Regions from separate parts of the Sus scrofa genome. Here regions 1 and 3 are each linked to region 2. The links are chromatin contacts, called in public HiChIP or PLAC-seq maps. All regions are on one chromosome and are shown on one strand. Each heading gives the region's core, a stretch centred on a gene start, on an enhancer-like site or on the middle of the called end of the contact. The rest is flanking DNA. Distances are from core to core; before and after follow the strand shown.

What was found. HiChIP or PLAC-seq counts read pairs in DNA pulled down with a chosen protein or histone mark.
Region 1: a contact with region 2 is called in an H3K27ac HiChIP or PLAC-seq map of alveolar macrophages, with 2.0 times the contacts expected there. The contact joins two enhancer-like sites. A contact is called at or near these places in 3 of 47 Hi-C or Micro-C datasets (adipocytes, embryonic fibroblasts and heart right ventricle) and 1 of 2 datasets of contacts at active chromatin or transcription factors (alveolar macrophages).
Region 3: a contact with region 2 is called in an H3K27ac HiChIP or PLAC-seq map of alveolar macrophages. The contact joins two enhancer-like sites. A contact is called at or near these places in 3 of 47 Hi-C or Micro-C datasets (all in embryonic fibroblasts) and 1 of 2 datasets of contacts at active chromatin or transcription factors (alveolar macrophages).

Annotation. Positions count from the first base shown.
Region 1 is chr11:18,904,189-18,908,260 of Sscrofa11.1, reverse strand. No RefSeq gene overlaps it. Among named protein-coding and RNA genes, the nearest start is that of CYSLTR2, 100 kb to the left of the region's middle. Within about 2 kb of position 2,685, at least 25 of the 83 cell types and tissues checked have an H3K27ac peak or open chromatin away from gene starts, as enhancers often do. A contact at or near this core is called in alveolar macrophages and embryonic fibroblasts, where this site is marked.
Region 2 is chr11:18,835,724-18,839,773 of Sscrofa11.1, reverse strand. No RefSeq gene overlaps it. Among named protein-coding and RNA genes, the nearest start is that of FNDC3A, 80 kb to the right of the region's middle. Within about 2 kb of position 2,238, at least 4 of the 83 cell types and tissues checked have an H3K27ac peak or open chromatin away from gene starts, as enhancers often do. A contact at or near this core is called in alveolar macrophages and embryonic fibroblasts, where this site is marked.
Region 3 is chr11:18,946,202-18,950,040 of Sscrofa11.1, reverse strand. No RefSeq gene overlaps it. Among named protein-coding and RNA genes, the nearest start is that of CYSLTR2, 63 kb to the left of the region's middle. Within about 2 kb of position 1,945, at least 21 of the 83 cell types and tissues checked have an H3K27ac peak or open chromatin away from gene starts, as enhancers often do. A contact at or near this core is called in alveolar macrophages, where this site is marked.

The sequences.
Region 1 (4,072 bases), core at 1,436-3,935, 68 kb before region 2:
ATATTCTCCTCTGAAGCCTCCAGAGTGAACCAGCCCTGATGACACTCTGGCTTTAGCCCAGTGAAACTGATTTTAGTCTTCTGACTCCCAGAACTATAGGAGAAAAAAAGTTGTGCTGTTTTCAGCCAATACATTTGTGATGATTTATTATAGCAGCATTAGGAATTAGTAGGACCAGACAACTATGGTTGCAGTCATGCTTTCAACCCTTCTCCAGATCTTGAATATCCTGGTGCCCCTTTCTGGCCAGACTTCCTCCTGTCTCCCCTCAGTGGGGTCATTGCTTATTTGCTCTCATCTGCATCCCCCTGAAAGCTGCTTTTTCCAGACTCTCATCACATGTCCAACCATGGGGAGGCATTAGGAGCCTGGAGGGCAGAGAAGCCAGTGCATCATCTACCCTCTCTCTATGCCATGGAAATGGTATTTCCGGGAGGCACTACATCTCCACAATTCCCTCTCCCAACAGTCAGGCTATCCCTTCAAAGTCCTGGCCCCCACCGTGCAGAACCTCCCCCCAGCCCCGATCCCTTACCCAACTACCACCATAGCTCTACCACCTCCTTCCACTGTCCCTCCAGCCAGGAGTGGGAGGGAGCTGCTTCCTATTGGGTTATAACTGTGTTGCCTCATCTCCTGCCATTCACTTTTTGAATTCTTCTAAACATAGTGTATCTTATTTTCCATATTTATTCCACTATGAAAAAAACTTGAGTTGTTTCTGTATGGCTGCCATAGTAATGCTGTTTTCTCTGTGTCCTTGATCATTCAGTAGGGGAAATAAGGTAGCTCTTTTCTGAGTCTGAAGTCTGCCTTGGAACCTGAGAAGTTTCACACCTGTCCTTTCTCGAAGCCTCCTGGATTCCTGACCCAGAAACATCCTCTGACTTTGGCCCTGAGTTGCCCCCGCCCTGCCTTTTCCTGCCCTGAATGTGTTTTTAACGTGATGCCACCTCGAGCCTTCTTCATCCTAATTTACCATTTGTATACTAGTCATCGACGCTGACCATATTAAGCCAAAGGAATTTGTGGAAGGACATAAGGGCTCAGAGAATCAACAGGAGACTGGAGGCATTAAACCATTAAAATTGACGGAACCAAGGGAACCCAGAGACCAGATGCAAAAAGAGCTACAACCCATGAAGGTGGGTTGATTGGCCACTGTCCCTGGTCCCTGTGATGACTGTCCATTTCTCGTGTTGTTTCAGCACTTGCTCAAGATTCCAATTCCTATGACAGTGAGTCTGATTAGTTGAGCCCAGATCAGAAAGAGGGAGGATGGGTTCCTTTCAGGTTCCTTAGAGGAAGGGATGTGTCTTCTGCCCCATCAGGACCACACACACACACCAGGGAAGGACAGTTCCCTCCAATGAAATCAGGATGCTGTCAAAGAGCATTGATGGTGAACAGCCAAAAGCAACAAATGACCATTTTCTACCCATTATCTTGTGTTTCAAAATCCATGACTGACCTTTTGATTCTAAAATGATCACAACTCCACATTTCCATTACATCTTAAAAACTCCTAATTACCTTGGTTCACTTCTTACTTCACATCTCTTAAAAGAGTTTCAATCTTGGGCTGAATCATCAATGATTTGGGATTTTTTTTTTTAGGGCCACACCTGCGGCACATGGAAGTTCCCAGCCTAGAGGTCCAACCAGAGCTACAGCTGCCAGCCTACACCACAGCCACAGCAACACCAGATCCAAGCTGCATCTGTGACCTATACCACAGCTCATGGCGATGCTCGATCCCCAACCACTGAGCGAGGCCAGGGATCGAACCTACAACCTCATGGTTCCTAGTTGGATTCATTTCTGCTGCGCCATGATGGGAACTCGGATTTGGGATTTTTTTTAACTATATCAACAACCAATTTTATAATCTGCAAAATGTTTAATAAATGTGAAGTGTGAGGATAGAGTCTACTACCATCCCTGTAAATCAAGTCCAAATGACAAATACCTTTCCGGGCATTAAATAGGCTCCCCAGTTTAGTACACTGGGTTTCCAGTAGACATCTGGGATAAATAAGAGCGTGTGTGTGTTTTCTTAAGCTTCTGGTTTAGCAGTCAACAAAACAGCATGTTCTCCACAAAAAATGCTGTTAAGATGCATGGTATTTCTCCAGTAAGACACACATACCATTCAACAGGCATCAGGCGTTTATAAAGTGAGTCCTTCACTCTTGCTCCACTGCCCATCGGGGACGGTTTCAGGCTCAGCCTTCATTCCTGGCTCTTTGTACAGGCCAAACCTCCTTCCCAGGAGCCCTCCCGGAGGTTGGTGTGCACAGCGCCTGCTGTGGCCAACGAAACTGTGTTGCTGCATATGGCCCACGTCAGTGACTTGGCGCTCGGACCAAAGTTAATATTTGGTAAACAAGCCTGCTGCCTTAAATTCCCCTTGAATCACTTTTCCTGTTACACAACCATTCGGTCAAGGAAATGCTGTCCACACAGATGAGTGGTGAAAACAGGGCCTGTCTCTAAACCAGCTTCGGCTGCAGAAGGGGAATGAGACGCCTGCTCCCTTTGTCTGGGCCCCAGGCCTGCAGATGCTGACCCTCTCCAGCGCCCTGCTGTAGAAGGGCTTCCCTCCCTCTCTCCTGGAGACAGACCCTTACACCAGCTTACACTGGCTGCCTGCGATGTATTATGTAATGCTGACTCTGTACCACCTGCGGTGAGTCACCAGGTCAGACTGCACTTGTCTAGAACAGAGAAATTCTTGACAAAAACGCACAAAGTGGCGGAGGAAGAGGAAACGGTTGATAACGCTCCCTCCATCACTCTGAGCTTCATCACTAACTTGTCTTCTGTGTTATTTTTGGAAGTGATTTCATTCTATGCTTGCTGGTCTCTGGTTACTTATCTTACTCTGGCATGTTTCATAAGGAAGATGAAGAAGATCGACCTCTTCTCTACACCTCATTTGTCTTCCTAAGACTCACAGCAGGGTATTCGTATTCCACATGCCATGGGACTATTACAAATATATATAAAGGCAAACAACAATACTCTCTGCTTCATAGAAGCGCAATAAATACTTGCTGATAAAAAGCCAAACCCCATCCAAGGAGAAAAGAAAATGCCAGTTATGCAATGATTCCTCTTTATAACCAATCAAGGGCCCTCATTCATTCACTCATTACATTTATTGAGTGCCTCCACGGCCAAGCACAAGGCCAAACAAGACACAGTCCCTGCTTTCACAGAGCAACAGATAGTGATCAAATCATTACACATACATGCAAAGTGCAATGGTGACCAATGTTAAGAAGAGATATAAAATGCTATACAAACTACACAATGAGATCTGATAAGCCAGACAGATCAGGAAAGTCTTCTCTGAAGAAACGGCACTTGCGCTGAGATCAGAAAGGTGAGCAGGAGTTCCTGTCGTGGCACAGTGGTTATCGAATCCGACTAGGAACCATGAGTTGTGGGTTTGATCCCTGCCCTTGCTCAGTGGGTTAACATCCGCGTTGCCGTGAGCTGTGGTGTAGGTTGCAGACGCGGCTCGGATCTTGCGTTGCTGTGGCTCTGGCGTAGGCTGGCAGCTACAGCTCTGATTCGACCCCTAGCCTGGGAACCTCCATATGCCGCAGGAGTGGCCCAAGAAATGGCAAAAAGACAAAAAAAAAAAAAAAAGAAAAAAGAAAAAGAAAGGTGAGCAGAACTTACACAGCGGAGAAGAGCAGAAACGAGCATCTCAGGCTAAGAGAAGAGCTTGGGGCAACTGAAAAGTCATTGTGTCTGGACAAAGGGAGTGAGGGGAAGCAAGACAGGACAGGAGCCTGAAAGCCAGCCAAGGGACACACTCAGGAGTCCGCCTTGTCCTAAGAACCACAAGAAATCACTGAAAGACTTTTCAGGCCCTGGAACGAGCACACCTGGGCTGGGCTTGCAGATGGAGACCATGAAACTCATGGGTACCAATCAGTTCCCCTCACAAGCTCTCTGAAGCATCACAGTAGATATGAGAACAACATGGACAAAAGATACCTCGCGGGTCCCCACTCTACTTCTCATGCATCTTAGGGTGTCAGCTATGACCAGTAGGCTG
Region 2 (4,050 bases), core at 989-3,488:
GAAAAGATGAATGATACATTTGGAAAAGGTGACTCATAAATACGACTTTTGGGGTGACTTTTTTTAAATTGTAAAAACATAACAAAATTGACCATTTTAGGCATTTTTGAGTGCACAGTTAGGTAGCATTAAATACATTCACATTGTTGTGCAGCCATCACCACCAGCATCTCCAGGAACCTTCTCACTTTCCACATTGAAGCTCTGTCCTCGGTAAACACTGGCTCCCCTTCCCCTCCCTGTTCCTGGCAGCCACTTTCTGCCTCTGGTTTTGGCTACATTGGGTACCTCATATAAATTTGCCTTCCTGTGACTGGCTTATTTCACTCAGCATAATATCCTCAAGGTTTATCTGTGTGGTAGCAGTGTCAGAATTGCCTTCTTTAGGGCTGAGTGATTATCCACTGTATGTTTAGACCACATTTTCTTGTCCATTGATCTGTCAGTGGACACTTGGGTTGCTTCCACCTTTTGGCTATTGTGAATAGTGCTTCTGTGAATATGGGTTTACAAATATCTATTCAAGGCTCTGCTTTCCGTTCTTTGGGTCCAGGCAGATCTCTGAGATATTACAGGTTCCATTCCTGAACATCACAATAAAGTGAATTTTGTAATTTTTAAAAGTTATAATGGAATAGATGGGCCAATAACACTGAAAAACTTGAGATACCCCAGACAGCTGACATCTGCTCTAAGACCCTTTAGATGTGCTTCAGCTCTCTCTCCACCTCCCTAATCTCAGCACTTAAGGTGTCTTTCCCCCTATGCAAGCAACACACACAACAGCAAGGGAAGGAGCATTTCAAATTTCTTATGGGAGAAAGAACCACTGCTTTGTATGTGAGCTATAAACAAAACCTTGATGCCACTACACTGCCTGTACACCAACCCTGGACATGCCCCTGACCATGCAAGAACAGGGACAGCTTGTGTGTACAGAATCCATTAAATTGCTGCAGCCCTGCAATCATTCTCCACGTTGGACATCAGCAGATTGGTAAAAAGCCCCTCTGGGGGCAGTAGAGAGGAGAACCCATTAACTTGGACCCGTAAGTCCATAGAAGACATGTTAAAACTCTCCCCACACCCTCGTCTCAGGTAATAAGCAATGCCAGCATGACTCCATTGCTCCCACCAGAGCTGATGGGTCAAGCCCTGTTTTAGCAATACCCCATACAATACCAGACTCTTCTCCCATAACACTTCCACAATTGTATTATTGTGTTTCTAGAGCAGTGATCCTGCATGATTCCATATTAAAAAAAAAACCTCAGATCCACATAATAAAATAGAACCTCTCTCTGAACAGTCTCAAACATGCACAAACAGCCTCAATAGTAAATTTCATACGGGCAGAAACTCTGGGTATGTCTGGTTCACCGTTATCTCCCGGGATCTAGCTCAGCGCCTGGCAGATAGCATGCCCTCCATGACTCGGTCTCTTTAGTCTTCCTTTAGGCCAGGCTTCATTTGTGTGGTCTGGTCTCCAGTCTTTAAGCACCACACTTTAATCCATTCAGGCAGCTGGCTGCCTCCGTCTCCCTGAAGAGTTCCAGGATAAGAGGCCTCATTGCCTCCCTAGGCTGCTGAGTCATCTTCCTATCAGGAAATTGTTTCTGCCTTGGCTAAATAGGTAAGCAATTTTCTGACTATTTCAGACAAAAAACCTAAGTTTAAAAAAGATGAAGTGAATAGCTCAAGGTTATACGCAAACTCTGACCCAGTTAGGAACAGAACCCAAGTGGTTCCTAACATTCAATCCTAGAGTTTCAATACTGCTTCTTTTGCAGAGGAACCTGTCTTTATCATTTAGATATTGTTCCCAAATCACTTGCTAGAGATTCTGCCTAAATATTGAAGGTAAAACAGCTTCGTGTATCCAATGGAGAAAGGATATATATAAAAAGAACTGTTTCCCACATGAGGAATGAATCACTGTAAAGAACATTTGTCCTATCGTTTCATTATAAAATAAGAGCATTCCTCCTGGTTGTCACAAAATCCAAATGCTGCGTTTCTGTTACTAAACAATCCTTTCAACACCAAGCCAAAAATAAGTCACAATGTTAATGCAAACATCTTGCAAGCCAAATAAAAGGACTTGTGCCAGATTTATCAGACTTAGAGGAAAATTGTGTCAGATCTGTCTGTCTCTGAGAAACTTTCTATTAGATCACCAGTCAATAGGGTACCAGCATCTGCTGATGCTCACTGAAAAACATGAGTAATAGCAGACGGCTTTAGAAAATACATTTTTCTTCCATAGTTAGCAATGCATGACTCACTAGAATTCTCCAGACTCTATACTGCATAAATGACTCAAAATTCTACCAAGGACAGAGCACAATCAGTTCTCTCTTCCTGCACCAAGATTTCTCATTTCAATTATCACTGACTTGTTAGCTTACCTCAAAGGCAGAAAATCTTGATCCATTCTCCTTCCTCTTTTGAACACAGTGGTACATGTTTTGATATAAAAATAAATGTTGAAGTGCTGCAGGAAAACCGAAATTAAACATTGGAACGAAGGCTCAAACAATCTTCAGTTGGCCCAGTTCTCCCCATTTGGGAGGCCATATGGGACTATGACCATGACTAATTTCCTTCTGGACTCTTGACCAAGACATAGAGCTTATTGCAATATGAGAAATACTTTATTGTTAAAGACCAATAACCTGCCCATCCAAATCTTCAATAGCCGGTAATAGTAATCAAAGATACTTTGAGAAATAGCTTAGTAGTTACTCTCCAGGTCAGAGGTCTTGATTTCCATCAAATACCTATTTTCTTTGATAATCACAGTAGTCTCCCAGTTGAGGACCACATTTCTAGGCTCTTTCCTTTCTATTCCATCTGGACTTTCAACTCAGATTAATTTTCCTGAAAGACTGTTCTGATTATGATGTTAGCTCAGCATGGTAATGAGGAGCATAGGTCTTAAAATTAGACTACCTGGTGAAAGTGAGGATGGAGAGATAGCAGATAACATTGATAGGACACAGTGATGAGCCAAAAATGGAGTGAGGCAGAAGATGAAGTCAAAGACTCCACCCGAGTTTCTGGCTTATGAGATTGTTTGGAAACCTAGGAAACCTGCAGGAGGAGCGATATTTTGTTTTATTGGGACTAGCGGTGGAGATGAGTTTTATTTTAGACAAATGAACTTGAGTTGCCCATGAAACACCTACTCAGTGTCCAAAAGGCAGTTGAACATAAAGGTGGGGAACTTAGGAGTTAAATCTGGGCTGAAATATAGATTTATGAGGCATCAATGTATTACTTCTTTCTTTTAGATGATGAATCTGAGACACAGAAATATGAAGTAACATGCTCAGGGTCATACATGTTGGTGCAGAGCAGAGATGTAAACCCTAGTGTTCCCAAATCTTCACCCTTCGCAGGTAGATGTGCAGCTCTAACGACAAGCTTTGATCAGGAATGGCAGGAAGATGTTGCAGAAGAACCATACTCGTTAACTTCCACTGCACATTTCCATTTCTATAATATATAGAGAAATGTAAATGTGTTTTATTGTGTGATCGTATATGTTCTGCAGCTGGTGCAGCCACCAAATTGCCTGCTGACGAGCAACCAGCTACTCACTTTTGTCCTTTGGATGCATTTCCAACAAAAAATCTCTATTAAACCAAGAGAAATCCAGTAACACCTTCTGAAAGGTCTCTTCCTTGCTCCTGTGATCTAGCTCAAAGAGTGCAAGCTGTCAGATGTGCCTTCATTTTATAGGTACCTTAGGCCCCCTAACTTTTTTTGTGTGCTACCCAAGGAGTCTGTGTAGGAGGGAGCAACAGGCATCAGTATGTCAACTGCATCAAGCCTGGGAGCCCAACCAGTCATTCCTGCTGCCATGGGATGGAAGTTGCAACTTTTGAAGTCACTGAGCAAGTGCATTAAATATAACTTTTAAAATAACCCTACATTGAATATCAAACAATGACCAGAAAAGACCTAGGGGTGAATAATTTTAGTCATATTATTTTAGGATCTTAAGAACACAATGGAAAATAATGGAAGATGCACAGCTGTGAATTA
Region 3 (3,839 bases), core at 696-3,195, 110 kb before region 2:
ATACAACAAGGACAGAAGAGTGGGGCAGGCCGTGTGAAGGCAAAAGCAGAAGGTGAAATGATACAGCCACAAACCAATGCCTGTCTGGAGCCACCAGAAGCTGCAAGAGGCAAGGAAGGATTCTCTCCTAGAGTCTTGACACTAGAGCCTCAGGACATGTTAGTTTTGGACTTCTAGCCTCCCAAACTGTGACAGAAAATATTTCTATTTTTTTAAACCAAAGATTTGTGGTAATTCGTTAGGATGGCCCTCAGGAATTAATACACCTTAGGAGTGTGATCTGCGTGTCTACAACTGCCAGCAAGAGGGGCCCTCATGGCCAGGAATTTCTACTGGAGAGGTTGCCGGAATATATTCATTCACAGTCTCATCTTAGCTGTGGTTCTTCCATTTATGATGCATGATTCCTTCCATATCCATATCCTGAAATTTTAGCAAGGTCTCCCCCCCCCCTTTCCTATCAAAATTTCAAGCAAACTAGGCTGGCTATATGTGCCAGGAACTGTTCCAGTTTCTACCTACCCTCCCAACGTTATTATTAATAGCACCCCTTCACTCTCAAAGCGTCCTAATTTGGTCAGTTAATTCTACGGTCACCCAAGGGGAATTCAACCCCTGTTAATGAAATCCATCAGCTTCTGCCAAGCTCATTATGTTTAAGCCACCGGTCATCGCCTTCCTCCTCACGCTTCCTGAGGGACGATACTGTGCCCAGGGCGCTGGTCCCTTCATGGCCACCGGGGATGGACTGGGCTGGTCAGAAGCGAGAGGTTTTTGTCACCCATCTTCAAAAAGTGATCCGGCCACCCGCCTTCCTTAGGAATTTGAGATTGGGAAATGAGAGGCTGACGAGGAACAGAGCTGTAATGAGGCAGCGCCGACGACTTCAGTAACACCCAGTGGGTCTCCCAGGGAAAGGGCGGGGGGTGGGGGGGGGGTCGTCCTGTGCCCCGCGGCGCACCCGGCTGGAAACGCGCTCTAGGGGGCGCCCTGCACACAGACCGCCTGGCGCCTGATGCGATGGGGGGTAGCCCTGAGTGCTCGGCTGCCGGGCATCGTTGGCTTCCAGTTCCAGTTGCGAGTTACCAGTGGTTCTCACACTCGGCTGTATGTCAGCATTACCTGGGGACTTACAAAACATCCTGACCCCCAAGTCACACCCCAGACTTACTAAACGAGAACCTCGGGAGTGAAACCCAGATCTGAGAAGCTTTAAAAACTCCTCAGCTGAGGTGAATGTGTCGTCCAGTTTGTGAACCACTGATAACCCCCCGGGGCCCCTTCGCTGAGGTCATTTAAGTGGGTCTCTGCGCCAGTCAAAAGACTGGTGTGTGTCACTCTCCCCAGGCTTTTGAGGGCGCTTTGACACTTCCCTGGTGTTCTAGGGAGCAGGATATGGTCTATGACAGTCTTCTTACTGGCCGGCTGTCATAATCCTTATCCAGAAAAATCTTGTGCACTTTGCCTGACACTCTAAATAATGAGGTAGTTAAATTGCTGGCTAATTTCATGAGCTGTGCAAAGAGCTCTTTGCATGAAAATGAGGATTATGTAAAACAGAATCTTGGTTTTGCTCATCCCTCCTGCTTCATTCCTCTTGGTGCTTCTGAAGACAGGATGAGTCATCTCTCAGCTACAACTGGACTGGAATTTCTTTAAAAATACACGGAACAAAACTGATTGTGCATTTTCTCTTTCAGTATTTTTTACTGGGGTTTCAGCCTCTTTATTTTCTATCATGTTTCTGTCCTGCCTGGATATAAACATTTCTGTTCCAGCAGCGGCAGCTGGCAAATGCCAGAGGTTTATAAAAGTGTAGAGGGACATAGGAACTATATTTGGGCATGGCCACTTTGAATGACAAATTGAACACGTTCTGGAATGTTCTTTATTATAAATGGACCTGGAGGAAGAGACTTTTCTGTCCACTAGGTGACTCCCTACTATATGTGCCAGAGAATCATGGATCATTTGTTATTATGGGCAGCATCCACCCCCACAACACCTGAGCACCACTTTTAGAAATGAGATTAAATGATAGGATTCTAGAGAGAAAAATCTCTGGTGATCCACAGTGACACCATCATGGTGATTTACTTAGTTCTCCCCGTGAAAAGCTAACAGAGAGAGAAGGACAAGCTACGCCTTTTCAGGTAGATGTAGAGGCCCGGCTCTCAAATGGAGCTCCAGGCCCCAGCCTGTGATGGGCATTAATAATTCCTGGCTTCCTTACTGAATGCAATGCCCAGAGATTTGAACAGATGCCAGCCAAAGGAGATGCTGTGAGAATGCTGGGCCAGGCCTTCTCTAAAAGCAAGAGAAACGCTCATTCTCTTTATAACACTCCATGCTCTTTCTGTCTTGGCTTTTTTTTAATACCCGTTCTTCTTACCTGTCTGGTAAACTTGTTCTCCTCCTTCACGACCCAGCTCTAGGGACACCTCTGTGAAGGCCTCTCTTGCTTCCTGTGCTGGGATGGGCGGGTCCTGGCCATGGTGCTATTATTGCACATATCAATCTCTTGAGCTCACTTAGCCACGGCCCTTCTCGCTCGCTAAAAATCCCTCTGAAGGTGGGACTAGCTCTGAGGCGTCCCTTTACCCCATAGCCTGTAAAAGTGCCTGCTGGCTCAGAGCTGATACTCAAGGAATAGATGGTACTTTCGGAATGACACCGGAAGGGAGACAAGAATGAACATTATTTAAGGATGCCTACGTGTGTGGCGCTTCCATACATTATTTTAAATCTTCTGAACAACCTTATGAGGTAAATATAAGAATAGTGAGGCTCAGAAATATTAAGGGTCTTTCAGGGCTAATAAGGGGCAGGATTCAATGGAGCTCCCTGACTCCCAGTCATGTTCTCACCACTCCATGATAGCCTGAGTTCCTCTTTTCAAATGGAACCATGTTGGATTTCCCTGGTGGCCCACTGGGTTAAGGATCCAGCATTGTCACTGCAGTGGTTCTGGTTACTGCTGTGGCACAGGTTCGATCCTTGGCCTGGGAACTTCCACTTGGCCGCAGCTGCGGCCAAAACAAAGTGGAACAAGGTATTCCTTTTCCTTAAATAGACCATGTGAATAAGCCCAATTCACTTTATTTGAAAATTGCAGAAGTTCCCGTCGTGGCTCAGTGGTTAACAAATCCGACTAGGAACCATGAGGTTGCGGGTTCAGTCCCTGGCCTTGCGCAGTGGGTTAGGGATCCGGCATTGCCATGAGCTATGGTGTAGGTCACAGACGCAGCTCGATCCCGCGTTGCTGTGGTTCTGGCGTAGGCCGGCGGCTATAGCTCTGATTGGACCCCTACCCTGGGAACCTCCATATGCCATGGGAGCCACCCAAGAAATGGCAAAAAGACAAAAAAAAAAAGAAAAGAAAAGAAAATTGCCGTTTTGATGATATTAATTTTAGCTTCTTATATGCAAAACCTTTGAAAGAGTAGGTATCTACAGGTAGACAGAGAAGTGGTTCTTTCAGGAAAGACTTACTGGTAGGATTCATACACATATTCGGTATACTAAATTAAAAGCATCAGTGGTCTTACGAGATAGGAGCCCATATCACAGTGGCTTCTTTCAAAAGGCTGGTTTAGAAACACAGCACAAAGGGTGTTGACATCTCTCAAAAGCACACACACCCTGCAGTAATAACAAAATGATCTACATCCCACAAGGTCTTTAATAGAATAACCCATCTACAGATGAGCTTAGAGGGGTAGAGTAGGAGAAATAAGAGCCGACAATCATCCTCACTTATGATGGGCCAGGGACCGTGCTAAGTATTACAAATCTTAGCTCACTGATACCCTGTAAGCAGGGTCTTGAAGACTTTTGTA